2 separate regions of the Sus scrofa genome follow, and region 1 is linked to region 2. Evidence: chromatin contacts called from public HiChIP or PLAC-seq data. All regions are on one chromosome and are shown on one strand. The core of a region is the stretch at or near the end of the contact, and the rest is flanking DNA. Distances in the headings are between cores, read along the strand shown.

Region 1 (2,723 bases), core at 99-2,598, 68 kb after region 2:
CTGTATTTAATTGAGGCAAAAGTAGAAAGTGTTCCAAGAAATCAGAGACACTTGAGAGCATTCAAATCTGTTTCAGGAATTCCAAGGACAGCGTCCTTGGAAAGCTGCTGACAAACAGCTTTAGAATTAAAGGGCTTTAGGAGTCAATTCAATTCAACAAACTTTTATTACAGCTACTGTGGGCCCGCTGCTGTGCCAGGCGCTTTGAGGAAGCAAAGATGAATACGGCAGGTCTCGGGAGGGGGACAGAGGGAGCAGAGTCCTCGGGTGAGGGTCTTCAAAGGTGTTTGGGGAGCATGGCGTTCTGGATCTTTCTCTTGCAGCTCATCCCCATCAGCATTTTCAAAGGCTTGAGAAGGAAGGACATGGATTTAACTTTCTTTAGTCCAGAATTTCCCAAACCTGTTTGGCAACGGAGCCCCCCGCTCCGATGCCTCTGGTGAATTATTTATTAACGTCCTCAGAATATTCCATGGAACACATCGCGGGACACCTGCGGCAGCTTCAAGGTGGGGCTGAGAGGAGAATGAATGTGTTCTCTTCTTTTAAAATAAACCAGAAGTTTCCATCTTTGGGGGCTATCAGTCTTTTCTCTTTGCAGCATATGTGTCTGCTGAGGCTTGGGTGCAGCCTTGGCTGCCTTCTTAAAAGGATGTCTTTTGAAATTGAGGGATTACTCAGGGCTTTGAGGCTTTTAGCTAAAGGGATCTCTTGGGTCAGCAAACAAGTGTTTGGGGAACACAGTTCGGCCACAGCTTTCATAACGTATCCCCACAGGGGACTGACGCAGCCTGCATTTGAATCAGGAGAACATGTTGCAAAACAACTAAGGAGGAGCCATCTGCCTCCAGCTGCGGGGGAGGGGGGGGTTCGTCCACAGGGCTCCACTCTCATCTATATTGAGGTCACTCTGCCTCTGGCCAGAATCCAAGCATTTATTTGCAGGATAAAAATAGGCGGGCAACTGTTTCCAGCAGGTCAACACCCTTGGCCTTGTAACAGTGGCCTCTTCTCGGGGATGACACGTAGCAGAGCTGTTTACTCAGCAGAGCCCAGGCAAAGACGTGACGTAGCTGCCTAGGGATGTACCAGAATTAAGTGCCTTCATGGGTGTGGTGCCATGTTTCCCCGGGTGGGGACCTAGCCTGGCACTGGGGAAAGGGGCTGTCCTCCGGGGGTCCTGCAGGCTTGGCCCTGCCTTGGGCCTGTCGTGTGATCTTCCTGAGCCTGGGGTTCTTCTGTCCAACCGGGATTATCCCTACCCTGGCATGGGTAGCCTTGAAGGGCCCCCACCCCAGGTGTCTGTCATTATGCCTGGATTGCCAAGAAGAGAGAATGTATGTGGAAATGTTTTACAAACTGTAAAGTGCTGAACCGTAGAAAATAAAAGCTAAGCTTGACTGAGTGCTCACTATTTGCCAGGGTCTGTTCTAAATGAGTTACGTGCGTGATCTCATTTAAGCCTCACAAGAGCCCTAAGAGATATTCCCATTTTACAGGTGAGGAAACTGAGACTCAGAGAGGTTACGTCACTAGCTTAAGATTTCGTTTCATGAAGCTGGGGTTCTCATCCAGGGGTGTCTGTGCAGAGCCCCAGACTTCAGTTCCTGAATCTTTGCCGGGGCCTCTCTTTGGGTGTGGGGGGCAGGGATCTGAGGGTTAAGGGCTATCATACTTGTTTCTCATTTTTTTGGATCGGGCACCCCAGAGTGAGGAGCAGGGAGGGGGGGGCCTTTTCACTCGGGCCCTGCAGGTGACAGTACTTCCCTACTTCCTGCTGACGAGGTGGGGGGCACTGCCTCTTACGCTGCTGGGCGGTAACTGGTTATAGGAACGTCGAGCAAGCCCTTTGTCTTGTTGAATCCTCACAACAGCTGCGAAAAGGAGCACGGAACTCCCGGTTTGCAGCTGGGAAGACGGAGGCGCAGAGGAAACCTATGCAGTCACGTGGATGGAGCGCTTTAGCTCTTGAGCCCAAACCAGGATGCCGGCTCCAGGGCCTGTGCGTCTAACCACCACTCTGTATAAAGCTGCTGTTTCAGACCCACTGACGGACCCAAGGGGAAAGCCCAGCCTGTTGCTAACCCGACCTGGAGAGAACCAGGTGGGGCCCTTCACGTATTGATACTTCATTAATCTGCACAATTAAGGTAGGTCTTACTGTCCTGCATTGACCGATGAGGGAATTTAGAGACTTGTCCAAGGCCACCAGCTAGGAGGAAGCAGCAGGCCTGCCTGGCTCCAGAGCCCACCCTGTCTGTCTCTCTACATCTTGGTCACCCTTAGAAGCCCTCTGCTCTCTGAGGCTCTGAGTCCTTGAAGATCCAGGCAAGATGTGTCCTTCTCTATGGGACATTCAGGAGACCTGGCCTCTGCTCACCCTGACTTTATGCCTCTTTGCTTGGCAGCCCAGACCCGGGGGGGGGGAGGGGATAGGGGATGGGGGGAGAGGGAGGGGGAGGGGCAAGGAGGAGAAGGAAGAGGAAGAGGGGGGTGAACCAAATCACTTGCCTTCCACCTGTGAAGCCACACCCACAAGAGTGGCAGCAGAAAATTGAAGTTTCTTTTTCCTGCATCCTCTGGACATTTCACTGTGGAGAGCCCTGACCGGCTCTTGTCCCCGACAGTCACACACTCTCGCTGGTGCCTCATGGCACGACAGAAGGCCCAGGCCCAGGGTTTTGCTGCAGAGATCAGGGCGCCCAGATCCGAGACATGGTTGG
Region 2 (2,713 bases), core at 89-2,588:
ATTTTTGTATGAGTTCGTGCCCATGACAGTGATGGATTATTAGCACTGCCTAGAACATGGTGGCCTGGGGCTCTGTCCAAGGGTTCGTCAGATGACACTGGCCTTGGGGCCGAATCCTGACCCAACTATCCCTGCTGCTGTTCCAGTCTTCGAGCCCTCGTGCATATCCTCCCAAGTGTTCTTCCCATTCTCCATCTGGTCTGAAGCTGTTCCTTGTTCGTGTTCAGTACCTCCCTTCCAAGTGTGGGGGAGTCATGAAGTCCTTCTCTTGACCCTCTGCCCCAGTATTACTTAGATCAGGGCCCCTCTCTTTGGCTGTGGCTGTATAGCCTGTGCGCGCTGTCTTACAGAACAGAGGCTGGGCTGCTGAAACAACGTGGCTTCATCTGAAAGGAAGTGCCGGGACCCGGCGCCCTGTTTCATACTGAACAGTATCTCAAAGGTCTGCTTTTGCTCTGTTCTGATTCTTCAAGGCCTATCACTTGCCTTTAAGGGCGCGTCCGCTGTGTGGTGACATTTTGGTTTTTAAGGGCGTAGTTAATGGTAACATACAGCCCCATGTTTATCACGCAGTTTTCCTGCAGTACTTACTCATCATTGCAGGAAGTTACTTTTGTCCTCCTTTTAATGCTTTGTTCTCGGTGGCTAGTGGTGGTGCTGCTTCTGCCACTAGTAGAGGATGTGCTGTTTTATTTTTCCAGTAGCCGGCACTGATGCAGTATACTGGCTGGCGGGGAGAGGACTGCCCTAGCCCACTGTGGAGGGTGCGGAGCTTGTCCACCTGGGAACCTGTCCCTTGGCTGTATCTAAACCGCGCCTTCACAAGCCAAGTTCCCTGGAGAGCACCCCGGAGCTGCCACTGGCTCCTTCGTTAGATGTTCAAGAAGACAGCTTTGTGCTGTGCGTGTATGTTGCCTCCTGGATGAATCCCAGTATCACCGGGAATTGATCATAGGAAGACACACTGCCCTTGAGTTCCCGTGTGCTCCTTATGAAGTAGAAGTCTTTGTGGAATAGAAATAAATGAGGCCTCTGACTGGAACCTTAGGCCCTTCAGTTTCTCTGAGACTGAAGAATGCTGAGGTGAAAATCTTTCGACATTTTTGGTTCTGTCTGGAATTCGGTGGTTGGTATTCTGTTAACATTCCGTAGCTAGTTACGAGTCAGGCCAGCCACATCTTCCCATGTCCTTTCCTTTCAACCTGGAGGTGTAACAGCACAACCCTTGTATAGCTTTTTCCAAGAATTAGAACTGGCTGCACCTATCAAACGTCTGATGTGGGCAGCCAGACTGAGACCAGGGCCGGTGGCTGGCTGCCTGGCCTGCTTTTTCTGGCCCTCTTGGAAACTGGATCCAGCAAGAAGCTGGGGGTAGCCTTCCTGCCTGAAGCTAGTCATCAGTCACCACGCGCTCCCCGCCAGCTACGCAGCCTTTCACAGACCATTAGCTGCATGTGCGAGTATAATGTTGTTACTGTTTGGGAGGTGTTTGCTGGATCCAAGAGGAAGTCAGTCCTTCCCTTGTTTACCTACACTGCCACGCCAAAATATAGTGCTCCCTCTGCCTCCTGAAGGAGATGAGGGCGCTGAGAAGAGAGGGAAGGTAGAGGAGCAGAAGGAAGAAAGCACTTCTTTGCAGTCCCAGAGGATACCCCAGAGCGGGTCCCTTTTTACTCCCTAGGGAGGGTAGCCCTCAGGTGTGGGGACGGAGGACTATTTTAATTCTGCTGCATCTCCCGCCATTCATTTTGGCCTTGCAGCTTTGGTTGTAAAATGTTACCATCTTTGGACGCTTCCTTCTTTCCTCCTCCTTTTCTTCCCTTAACCTTTCCAACCCACATTTCACTGTGGAGCCTGGCGAAGGGATTGGGCAGCAGCAGCCTGGAGGCTACTATCAGAGAATGTAGTGGGGTTGCTGTGAGTGGTATGTGTGCCCCACACGTCTGAGTCACCAGGCCAGTGGGAGTGGAAAGCGGGTAGAGCCAGTGTGCCGGGCACTGCAAAGGATCACAGCCAGTCTCGTCTTTGTAGCAGTCCACAGTGAGCGGTCTTTATTGGCATTAGGGCGTCAAACCTGTGAGGATTATCCCCATGTGTGTCGAAGTGGAGAAAGATGAAGGCTTATGTCTGAGATGACCATGGGATTCGATCCCACTGAGCAAGGGCCTATCACAGCCACCTCAAGCAGGAATGGTGGCCTTTCCTAGCTTTAGTCCTTAACTAAATTAAATGCTCCCCCTCTGACTTCTTCGTAGTCTCCTGCCCCCGACTCTACCAGACCTGTCCTCTTTTTCCTGCAAAGATGAGTGGCCTATTTGACCCATGTTCTTTCTGCTGCAAAAATTTATTCAATATAAAATACACGCTATAAACTTGGGGGACCTGACATTTAGACTAGTCCTGAGATGCACAGTGATCTTGCCTGCTGGTTTCTGGCACATATCTTCCCTTGGCAGAGGCCCTGGCAGTGGCTAGGGTCCACATTAGCCCAGCGGTCTTTCTGCTTGGCCTCCTCTTGCTGTTCTGGAGGAAGGCCCTATCTGGCAACTTCTGTGGATCGTGTCCTTTCTCAGGCACTCAGTAACTGCTGGTTTGGGCCCATTAGGGGATGCCTGAGGCCTAAGCTTCCAGGGGTATTACAGACACCTATGTGTGCAGGAGGAGAAGGTAAGGGCACTAAAGACTCGTAGAGAATATGACAGCTGAGTTCTAA

What was found. HiChIP or PLAC-seq counts read pairs in DNA pulled down with a chosen protein or histone mark.
Region 1: a contact with region 2 is called in an H3K27ac HiChIP or PLAC-seq map of skeletal muscle. The contact joins two enhancer-like sites. A contact is called at or near these places in 5 of 47 Hi-C or Micro-C datasets (embryonic fibroblasts, heart right ventricle, skeletal muscle and 1 more) and 1 of 2 datasets of contacts at active chromatin or transcription factors (skeletal muscle).

What each region holds. Positions count from the first base shown.
Region 1 is chr14:109,637,648-109,640,370 of Sscrofa11.1, forward strand. No RefSeq gene overlaps it. Among named protein-coding and RNA genes, the nearest start is that of LOXL4, 46 kb to the left of the region's middle. Within about 2 kb of position 1,349, at least 43 of the 83 cell types and tissues checked have an H3K27ac peak or open chromatin away from gene starts, as enhancers often do. A contact at or near this core is called in skeletal muscle, where this site is marked.
Region 2 is chr14:109,569,918-109,572,630 of Sscrofa11.1, forward strand. LOXL4 (lysyl oxidase homolog 4) reads right to left here. Exons shown (of 15, transcript XM_021074444.1): 15 at 2,025-2,713. Among named protein-coding and RNA genes, the nearest start is that of LOXL4, 22 kb to the right of the region's middle. Within about 2 kb of position 1,339, at least 7 of the 83 cell types and tissues checked have an H3K27ac peak or open chromatin away from gene starts, as enhancers often do. A contact at or near this core is called in skeletal muscle, where this site is marked.